Linked DNA regions of Mus musculus: all the other regions are linked to region 1. Evidence: chromatin contacts called from public HiChIP or PLAC-seq and promoter capture Hi-C data. All regions are on one chromosome and are shown on one strand. Each heading gives the region's core, a stretch centred on a gene start, on an enhancer-like site or on the middle of the called end of the contact. The rest is flanking DNA. Distances are from core to core; before and after follow the strand shown.

Region 1 (3,537 bases), core at 461-2,960:
CCATACCCAGGGATCCATCCCATAATCAGCCTCCAAATGCTGACACCATTGCTTATACCTGCAAGATTTTGCTGAAAGGACCCTGATATAGCTGTCTCTTGTGAGGCTATGCCAGGGCTTAGCAAACACAGAAGTGGATGCTCACAGTCAGCTATTGGATGGATCACAGGGCCCCCAATGGAGGAGCTAGAGAAAGTACCCAAGGAGCTAAAGGGGTCTGCAACCCTATAGGTAGAACAACAATATGAACTAACCAGTACCCCCCCCCCCCCGCCCCAGAGCTCGTGTTTCTAGCTGCATATGTATCAGAAGATGGCCTAGTCGGCCATCATTGGAAAGAGAGGCCCCTTGGTCTTGCAAACTTTATCTGCCTCAGTACAGGGGAACGCCAGGGCCAAGAAGTGGGAGTGGGTGGGTAGGGGAGTGGGGGATGTATGGGAGACTTTTGGAATAGCATTGGAAATGTAAATGAAGAAAATACCTAATAAATAAAAAAAAAAAGAAAATGGCATACCTGTATCATCATATTCTGGCAAATAAATTTATTATTATTATTATTATAAAAAAAACCTCATAAGCAGACTATGCTACAGCAGAGACATACATGGTAGGATAGGTTTTCCATGACTTTTGAGACCCAGGGCTTCAACCTCTTCTTTCTTCCTCCAATTCTCTCAGAGAATGAGAATGTGGGTCACAAATAACTCAATAAAAACACATGAGATCTGTAAATAGGATGCAAAATAACCAAGGTCAGGAAGACCTCCCAAGCAGACCAAGCCTCCTGAACTCTGAACTTAAGCCAATTGCTGATAGAGCCATGTTCTGGGCAGAGGGGCATGGGGAGATGGCATCATTAGTAGAGTGCTCACTGTACCATGAAGTCTCATGTGCTCATGGAGTCTTGAGTTCAGATCCCCAGGACAAACAGGAAAAGCCTAGTACAGCAGCACACATCTATAAACCCAGTCCCGGAGAGGTGGAAACTGGAGAATCTCCAAGGCTGCAGAGCAGCTAGCTTAGACTAATCAGTGAGAGACCCTGTCTCAAAGCAATAAAGCAGGTAGGGAATGAGGAAGACACTCCACATCATTGCCTGTTTTCTCAACCACCACGTTGCTGTGATTGGTGAAAAGTTCTGTAAGGACAATAACCAACACAGAAGGCAATAACAAAGCAAGCCTGAAAGGGGCTGGGCTAAGAGATCTGGTATCCCTGGAGGAAGGCAGTGACTCAGTAGTTTTGTGAGTGACAAGGACTTGGTCAAGTGCCATCTGACACACTGGAAGCTTTGATGTAAGGACACTGGGAGACAGATTCAATCCTTGGCAACCTGCAGAGCGAGGCACTCAAGTCCTATCACCAAAGTCCCCTCAGTGGCCCCTCTCACCCTCAGCAAGCTCCCTAGGCAAGGCCACCTGTTCAAGGACAGGATCCCTTGCCTCCCCCACCCACATGGTAGAATAAGCTCTCTAAAGTCACCAACCCACTTGCAAACAAATCCTCAATTGCAACAGTTAGTACTTGCCTTTTCACCCAGCCCTTGTCCTGTGAGAGGTTGATGCATTGCATGAACCATGTAAAGGAAAAGGCCCACTTAACAACTGCTGCTGTGTCAAGCTCTCATTATTACAACCGCTGCTGTGTCATGCTCTCATAGACCCAGATTATTAATGGCTGTGCCTGCAGGGCTAACAGGGGAAAGTGAAAGCGTGGGGCAAGCGTGTTCGCTACAGCTGTATCCTACTCTGGAGACAACTGCTACATAATAACAAAGAAATGAGAGGTGGCAAGTCAGACAGAAACTCTGCACCAGGAAAGCTGTTTTTAGATCCCCGGGTGTTAGCACTCGTTTACAAAGACATTAGCAACAGTTCACTGACAGCTAAAGAAGGGGAAGTAGGTGACCTGAAACCTCAAATCTACAGAAGGCAGAAGTCCATTTATGCAAATGTCAGTAACAGGCAACTTCTGCAGAAAGGCATGCTTGCAGACTATTGGGTCAGCAGGATCCCACATGGCTACTTTCATTAGAAAGTGATTATCACAGAAAACAGAAAAGCTGCCAAACTTTGTTCTTTGAGAAAGAAAATAAATCTGCTAAATGGATAAATCTGAACAATTTCTTAAGACAGGGACATAAGGTACATGCAGTATTTGACTCTGGAGTGTGGTCGACACATCCGAAAAGCTCAGGAACCTTGAAAAATATTATCATCACACTGCCTTAAAAAGACAAAGGTAAATATGCTAATAGCCCAGAAACACTTGGGAACTTTTCGAGGAATCTTGCTTCGAAGGGAACTTGGGTAGCCACAAGCTTGCAAGAGAGTGAAAGCAAGCGACAGAGACTTCAGGCACCAGTTACATGGTTTACAAGAAAGGAAGGGGCCCATGGTATACGAAAGAGTCTCGGTGCCATGTTGGAATCTCCAAGGATAAAACCGAGGTCTGACCAGGCACACTCAGAAACTGATTGTCTTTTCAATTCAGAGAAAAGAGGTTGATAAAATACCATGGCCAGGGAAGGTACACAGCAGAAGTCACTGTGGTTGCTCCTGAAAACTTTATTCCCTTAAAATAAAAATATCATTAGCAGGTCAAAAAGAGAAAATCATCTCTCGTCTGATGAGGTACTGCAAGGGAACACAACCCAACACTCATTATTGGTAGTGTTTTTTTTTTATGTCTTTGTGCGTGTGTGCGTGTGTGTGTGTGTGTGTGTGTGTGTGTGTGTGTACACGAGAGTGTATATATTTGTATGTAGAGATCAGAGGACAACCTTGGTTGATGTCCCTCAGGGACACTGTCCACCTTATGTTTTGAAACAAGGTCTCTCACTGGACTGGAACTTGTCAAACAGGTTAGACTAGTGGACCAGCAATCCCTGGGTATCTGCCTGTCTATATCTCCACCCACCTACCCGACTCCTCCACCCTCCACCTCAGTCCCTCACACCACCCCCACCCCTAACCCCCACCTAAGATTACAAACCTTCAGCTTTTTAAAAATGAATTATTTATTTATGTATTTGTTTATTTTGCCACTGAACTCATGAGGATGGTCTGCAGTTCAAGGTCATCCTGGGCTATATAGAAGAACCCTGTCTCAAAACCACAAAAACCAGACGGAGGTGTGTCTCACTTGGTATACTCACTTGGTACTCATTTGGTATTTGTGTATCATTTGGTTGGCTCAGTCCATATCAAGCCCTGGGCTCAGTCCCCAGAAAAAGAAAGAGAAACTAGGCATGGTGAAACGTATCTGTCATCCAGCACTAGGGAGGTGACAACTGGAAGATGGGGAGCTCCAAGCCGTACATAGCAAGTTTGGGGCCATTCAGGGCTGCACAAGACCCTGGTTCAAACAGACAAAATATATATATATATTTTTTAGAGTGTGTGTGTGTGTGTGTGTGTAACTACATGAGTTTATGTGTACCATGAGCATGCAGGTGCCCTTGAAGGCCAGAAGAGGTCTTTGGATCCCTGGAACTGGAGTTACAGACAGTTGCAGGGCACCAGATACGGTTGCTAG
Region 2 (3,537 bases), core at 412-2,911, 450 kb after region 1:
ATGAACCTTAAAAGACAACACCCAACACCCACACCATATACCTACCACATGGCATATGATAAGCGACAGCCTTTTAAAAATAATAGATATAAAAATATTGTAGTTATCATGGCTGGCGCTGAATACTGAAAACTTGGTGCTGTGAATCAAATGCCCCAGGGAACGCCAGACTGTAGGACAGAGAATGATCAATTTTGCCCTCTGACTCCCCTACTCCCACTCTCAGTTCTGAACAGGGCTTGTAGCTCCATCTTGGAATAATTTTACTGTGGTTCCTGTAGTCTCTGAGTTTGGGTTACAAGGACAAAACACTTCTGTGTGGTCTGGATGTAATCATCAACTCAATTAGGTCAGACAGGAAGTCAAAGAACAGGTAGGTGAAGAAAGGAGATGCCATTATAAGTGTGAGGGCTTAGGCTCCCCACTGTGGGACTTACCAGAGGGAGCTCCCAGGTTCCCTACCTTCCAGACGGGAAGAAGAAAGGTCTGAGGGGTTGAGAACAGGTCTGTGAGGATGTCTCTTCCTGTTCTCCATCTATTGTCTGTAGGGCCACTGAAATATGGCTATTTTACTCTCTGCATCATTAGGTCTTAATGCTTAGGAAGTTGCAATAGGAATGGCTCCCTAGAGAGAGGAGTGTCTCCAAACCCATAGCCTTCTACACCTCCTGGGGTGTGGCGTGACACCTGTATGGAACCACACAGCCTTCTAGGATGGTGGGATCATCCTGGCTTGCTTTAACGCAAGTAGGCTATGGAAAGTCTGATGGACAGGGACAGGCTATAGAAAAAAAGGAACTGGTCCTGTAGTTCAGAAAAAGGTCACAAGGCCACTGCCCAGGATTTCTGTAGTTTCTGAGGTACCCCTGGCCAACATGAAAGGGCCTAGTTAGAGCTCGGAGGAAGGGCTAGTACTGGCTAGGGAAGGCTCTCCTTCCTGCACAGGAAGACAGCAGCACACTGCCCCTCAACTACAGACATGTTGACTTGCCACAGTTTTGCACCTACCTCCTGGCTGTGTATGCAGAGGAGATGATGGGTGGCTTCCTACACGAATCTGGCCTTCTTAGTTCAGAGTTCTCAGCGGGAGCTGAAGAGCCTGTTACAGGGATCCCTACATTGAAGGGATTGGGAAAAGTCATTTAATTTGTGTTATGGATGCAGAGCACACCAACACCAAGCCATGCAACTCACACCTAACCGAAGCCATCAGACGGAGCAGAGCTGGGAGCCATACCCTGTGGTTGCCTGAGGTCTCTAGCACAGGATGTTTTTTTGTCATACAAGCCCCATCGAGTACATTCTACCACCTGCTGCTACGCAGGAGGCTGGCATGGCAGAGCGTATTCTGCCCCACCCTAAGTCAGCAGATCCAAACCAAGATCCCAAAGCATCTTCCTCCACAGTTACCTCAAGTCCCAGGTTCTGTCTCAAGTGTCTCAGGAGAGCCTTCAGCCCTTTCTTTCTAGGTCTCTCTGGTCTCAGAAGGCTGGGGAAGCTGTCAAGCCGAGTTTCTGAAGAAGTTTCTAAACCCCCTCACCATTTTCTTCTTATACTGACGTTATTTTCGCACAGCAGCATGCTGAAACAGGAAACACAAGCCACAGTGTTCACAAACCTCAGTTCCTCTCCTTGCCCTTAGCAATTTGAGAGGGCCCCTGCACTCTTGGGGCCTCCAGGGCTGGTGAGGAAGTCCACCCAGGCACCCACTCTCCAACTACCTGATTGGTCTGCTCTCTGGCAGTTTCAGCCCAGTATTCACTTCCTCTGGTTGGTGCTGTAGCTCGGTAGGTAGAGTGCTTACTTGCCTAGCAAGCACAAAGCCCTAGACTCCACCCCCAGCATTAAAAGCCAGACCTGAAACCCCGGCATTCAGGAAGTAGAGGCAGGAGGACCAGGAGGTCAAGATCATCCATATTGAGTTCAAGGCTAGCCTGAGCTACATGAAACCCTGTTTAAAAAAAAATGTTTTTCTAGGACTACACAGGGATGAATTCTGGGCCATATCTATACCTTGCCACTTCTGTGGTAAGACCCAGGAGGGATGTTTCTCATACCATCTAGCTGTTTGGAGTCTCTTTTTCCCAATACTGGCATTGGGTAGAGTCTCCTGTGGTCTGAAGGATCTGTGTGTTTTGTGGAGTTCCAGATCCTTGAGGGCATCCTGGATTCATGTCTTTATGAGGCAGTGTGGAGGGGTGAAATATGGAGGGCTAGAGGGCAGAAGGCAGGTAGCCAAAAGAATCTGAAAAATCCCAGTGAATTGAACTAAGAAATTTTGGGAAAAATTAAAGAGAACTGATACATTAAAAAGAAACTTACAAATGGGAAATCCCAGAGCAACTCAGGATAGATAAACAGGAAACTGAGTTTGTACAAGTTCAAGGACTGCTCTGCAACCTTCTGAACAAGCCACTCAGTATGGAGACTATACAGTTCGAAATGTGTGAGGCAGGTGTGAGACAGGTGTGAGGCAGGTGTGAGACAGGTATGAAGCAGGTGTGAGGCAGATAATGATATATTCAAGTAGCTAGGATAAGTTTTGTTAACATGGAGAACTTATCACAGTCCTCTTCATGACTGCTATTTCCTCATTCTCTTAAGAGAAAAAGTCAAGAAGTAGGCAGGAAGGAAGCACGCAGGCCAGATTCTTATACTAGAACCCAGACCAAGGAGGCTCCTAGGGTGAGAAATACCCGAGAACACAGGGAGACAGGAGATTGTATCAGAATTGCCATAGATCCTTTTGGACTTTATTAAAAACTATATAGAAATGTATACAGAGATCAAATTCTTATCTATGGCTGGGTACTCTTTGGGTGCTATACTCATGCTACTGGGACTAATGTTAATGCAAGTTCAAAGTCACATAGCATGGGTTCATGAGTACATGGGTACATGAGTGCATGAGTGCATGGGTGCATGAATACATGAGTGCATTACCAGCCCAAGTAATTTATTCTAGAATAAAGCTCCAGGTACTTTTATTAGTCTACTAGTGGTATCTATCTATCTATCTATCTATCTATCTATCTATCTATCTATATGCTGTGGTTTGGATCCCCCAAAGTTCCACATCTCAGAGCCTAGCTCCCCACCTCAGCACTGCTGGAAGGTGCTAGAATCTTGGGAATGGGCTTATTGGGAGGCAGTTAGACTGTTGGTAGTGTGTCCTCAGAGGGGAGAGTCCATCTAGGCTCTTCTCTCCACTTTTTACTTTCTAGTCATGAGGTGAGCTTTTGCCCTATCACGAAGTTCTGCTCTGCTGTTCACCTCATCACAGGCCTGGAAACGTCTGAGGTAACTGATCATGGAATGAACCTTCCAAACTTCTCTCTTCATAACTTATTTTTTGGGGGAGTTTGTTAAGGCGAGGGAAAGCTGATTGACAAACCTTGAGTCTGTCAGGAGGTCTGGGGTAGGCAAACTGTTGTTAGTCTTTCGAAGACTTTGCTCTTTAGTCTTTCAAGGATTTTGCTGGTCACTTTTAAATCAGATGTCCACACATCTCAGAGGTGGTCCAACATCCAGTCATTG
Region 3 (3,537 bases), core at 769-3,268, 420 kb after region 1:
AAGTCCCCAGGAGCTCTAAGTTTCCCAATGCTCCCATTCACTCTCCAGCTGTCTTCTTCCTGCCTTCATTTGAAGACTCAGAAGGGAGGAGGATTTCCCCCAGTTCCTCCTTTTCCTTACTGTGCACTCCAGATTAACTCCAATGTTAAAAGAACCACTACAGATAAACCCTGAAGGCAGATGCTGAATCTCATCTCCTCTCCACAGTTCTCAGTTGTATGTTCATGTAGCATCTTAAACTTTAAGAGTAACTGTGTCGTTTGTAAATTGCTCCGCATCTATGTTCTGCTTGACTGACTGCCAACTTGGAAAGTCAAAACTGTTTGTCTTAGATTTATTGCCAGGTCTTTAGCAGTGTCTGATACAGTGTGTTCTAAGATATTTGTGCTGTAATAAATGACCTACGTCTTTCAATTTGGAGATTTATTGCTAACTATCATGAGAACGTAAAATAAACTTGGGAAGAAAAAAATATAAAGCTAGAGTACTGGTTCTATCAATTTTTAGTACTGACTCCCCCTGAGCTGAGAACCTAAGTTAGACTGGCAGGCCCTACAAACTGATCCTCCTTACATACTGTCTGTCTGTCTTTAACACACTGCTGGTCCTTTTTGGTATGAAGGTACCAGCATAGCACCACTGTAAAACCTCCAGTCTGGGTCTCCATTTTGCTGCCCATAACTTGGGGCCATTTGTCCAGGCTAGAGTTTTCTTAAGATTTCCTTCACAGAAGATATAGGCAAATTCCTTATGTCAACATTTGACCTTCCTATCTGCTGTAAGACTTCTCTGGAGAAAGGAACAAGGCACTTTCTAAGGTCCTAATGGCAGATGAGGGTACAGTTCCACCGAAGTTCAATCTGGGGTACCAAGGAGTCCATTAGGTTTACTTACAAAGCAGTGGGTCAGAGGTTATGGTCAGGGGCATGGGTGGCCTTGAAGCGGCCAGTAAGGATGTTAACTCACCTTTGGCTTCCTAGATGGTGTTCCCCTCCTTAGTTTTGCCCATCCTCCTTGAGGTATAGATAACTCCTTGAGGTATCATTCAATTAGGGTAGACTCTAACCTCAGAACTTCCGAGGCTGAGGCAGGAGGATTGTCATGTTTGAGGAATACATAGCAAGACATTGTCTCAACAAACAAATCCCCACCACAACAGTGTGGCTGTAGAGATGAGACCTGCTTTTTCTCCCAAAGATTTGAATTCCGTTCCCAAAGCCCGTGTTAGGCAGCTCACAATATTTTTAACTTATTCAGCTCCAGGTGACCCTACTCCCTTTTCTGGCTTCCTGGGCACCTGCACAAACTTATGAATGGAAATAAAAATCAATCTTTTAAAATAAGATGATCAGCAAACTGGACTCTCGGGCTTTGAGCTCCATGAAGAAGGTACAATGCAGTACCTCGGCACACTGAGAGTGAATACTCAGGCTGCAGACATACAGTTAGTAGTGTTTGGCACGCGTGAATTCCAGAGCTCAATCCCCAACGCGGCATAAACCAGAGAACGAGAAGTCCCGTTCCGGGCCAGCCCCTGCAACACATAGTACAACAGTACTGGCTCAGCAGTTAATGGCACTTGCTCAGCAGGCTGGCTTCCTGAGTTCAGTACCTCGGACCCTCTTACAAGGTGGAAGCGAGAGCTGACAGGGCGCCATTGTGCACGCCCACACAATAAGGCGATTTTTAAAAAAGGAGTGAATATGCATGGCCTTGGCATACCTGTCAAGTTCAGAATTTAGGTACATTAAAAAAATAATAATACAAAATAAAGCTTTACAGCATTGCCCACAGGAGAGGTGTCCCTTATTCCGCGGACTGACAACTGGCGGTCCCAGCGGCTTCTCCCCCACTTCCACTTCCGCCTCGCAAGGCCCGCCCGCAGGGGCTCTACCGGAAGGGGCGGGTCTAAGGTGGCTTTACCTCCCACTCCGTCCGCAGCCTCTTCAAAGGTTCTGGCTTGCGTTTGCTTTTCAAATGACGTCACGGAAAGGCGGAGTAAGCCAGTGCGCATGCACGTCAGGCTGTCTTTCCCTGGGCTTCTGCACACACTGTCGGGTTTTCACAGTACCGAGTGTGGGGCGTGGGAGGGCACTACGCCGCTGGCGGGCAGGCGGAAGGGCTTCCTGCGCCCCCGAACCTGCGGCGGAAATGCTAGCCGAGTGTCTTGAGGCAGAGCGCTTCCTTTTGTAACTAGTCTACCACCGCGTAGGCACGTGTGGGTAGGTGTGGCGGTGGGAGCGTGCCTTCCTAGAAGGGAAGAGGGTCCAGCAAGTGTTAAACTGGCTCGTGCCCCAGTTCTAGCGGCTTCTCTTACCTGAGTGTCGCAGGGTGAGGCGGTGATTACTCCGCGTTGTAGCTTATGCTGGTTTGATCAGGCTGCTGTGAGCGCTCTGTGGAGATCTGTCTGAGGAGCTGGCAATGGAGAGCTTACAGGCGCTGAAGTTTAGAGCCCAGAGTTCTGTCCCAGTTGGACAGTTTTGGGAGAAGTGGTAACTTTTGCTGTAAGGTTTGAATCCCAGAGCATAAATTGCACCAGGTAAAAGTTAGAATCGAAGCCAGAGACAATGTAAATGTGACTAGAAGGACGATTTCGTAAACTTAAGTCTGCCAGAGAAATGGGGTGCAGCATTGGTGACCCCATCTTGACAGTATTAACGATTTCCCCCTACCATATTGTTTCTAGGATCTTTCTCAAGTGCTGGGAGCTGAACTGTGTGTGGCCCAGGGAAAGGAACTGTGGCTAGCTAAGGAGGCCATATGTCATGTAACTTCCAGATCTTATGTCAACACCAAGCCCTCAGCTGCTGGTGGCAGCTGCTCAGCAGACTCTGGGCATGGGCAAGAGAAAATGCCCACCTCGAGCTACCTGCCTTCACCTGGCAGGAGAGGTGCTGGCTGTGGCCCGCGGGCTGAAGCCAGCTGTACTCTATGATTGCAACTCTGCAGGAGTATTGGCGCTCCAAAGTTATCTGGAGGAACTACAGGGGCTGGGCTTCCTGGAGCCAGGACTTCACATTCTTGAGATTGGAGAGAATAACTTTATTGTCAGTCCTGAGTATGCCTGTCAGCATTTGGAACAGACACTGCTTGGTACTGTAGCTTTCGTGGACGTTTCCCGCTCCCAACCTCATCCTTCTGTCCGGTCGGTGGACCAGCTCCCGGACTTGAAATCTCTCATAGCTGACGTCATCACACGTTTTCGAGGACTTAAGAAAGATGTGTCTCAGGGAGTCTCCTACACCAGGCTACATTCCTCAGACTGGAATCTCTGCACTGTATTTGGGATACTCCTGGGATATCCAGTCTCTTACACATTTGACCTGAACCGTGAAGATGACAACTGCTTAACCATGACTCCCCTGCGGGTGTTTACTGCCCGGATTTCGTGGCTGCCTGGTCAACCATCAATTCTGCTGTACTCCTTTAGTGTTCCAGAGAGTTTGTTCCCAGCCCTGAAAAACTTTCTAAGTGCCTGGGAGAAGGAACTCAGAACCCGATTTAGGGCTCAGAATGCCTTTGCTGACCTCAGCATCT

Evidence for each region. Promoter capture Hi-C pulls out the DNA fragments that hold promoters and counts their contacts. HiChIP or PLAC-seq counts read pairs in DNA pulled down with a chosen protein or histone mark.
Region 2: an H3K27ac HiChIP or PLAC-seq map of the HPC-7 cell line shows a contact between it and region 1, with 7 times the contacts expected there. The contact joins the promoter of Traf3ip3 here to the enhancer-like site in region 1. A contact is called at or near these places in 3 of 39 promoter capture datasets (the C10 cell line and pre-B cells) and 4 of 115 datasets of contacts at active chromatin or transcription factors (the 230-238 cell line, the HPC-7 cell line, large pre-B cells and 1 more).
Region 3: a contact with region 1 is called in a promoter capture Hi-C map of pre-B cells. The contact joins the promoter of A130010J15Rik here to the enhancer-like site in region 1. A contact is called at or near these places in 7 of 39 promoter capture datasets (the C10 cell line, the HPC-7 cell line, cranial neural crest and 3 more) and 5 of 115 datasets of contacts at active chromatin or transcription factors (effector CD8 T cells, embryonic basal ganglia, embryonic stem cells and 2 more).

The regions. Positions count from the first base shown.
Region 1 is chr1:192,751,576-192,755,112 of GRCm38.p6, forward strand. All of the region lies in intron 2 of Hhat (hedgehog acyltransferase), which reads right to left. Among named protein-coding and RNA genes, the nearest start is that of Gm22265, 7.8 kb to the left of the region's middle. Within about 2 kb of position 1,711, at least 165 of the 459 cell types and tissues checked have an H3K27ac peak or open chromatin away from gene starts, as enhancers often do. A contact at or near this core is called in the 230-238 cell line, the HPC-7 cell line, effector CD8 T cells and 2 more, where this site is marked.
Region 2 is chr1:193,199,885-193,203,421 of GRCm38.p6, forward strand. Traf3ip3 (TRAF3 interacting protein 3) reads right to left here and starts at 1,662. Exons shown (of 16, transcript NM_153137.4): 1 at 1,411-1,662; 2 at 1,009-1,114.
Region 3 is chr1:193,171,559-193,175,095 of GRCm38.p6, forward strand. A130010J15Rik (RIKEN cDNA A130010J15 gene) reads left to right here and starts at 2,019. Exons shown (of 2, transcript NM_181048.3): 1 at 2,019-2,222; 2 at 2,687-3,537. The coding sequence starts at 2,784. It overlaps Irf6 (interferon regulatory factor 6), which reads left to right. Exons shown (of 8, transcript NM_016851.2): 8 at 1-478.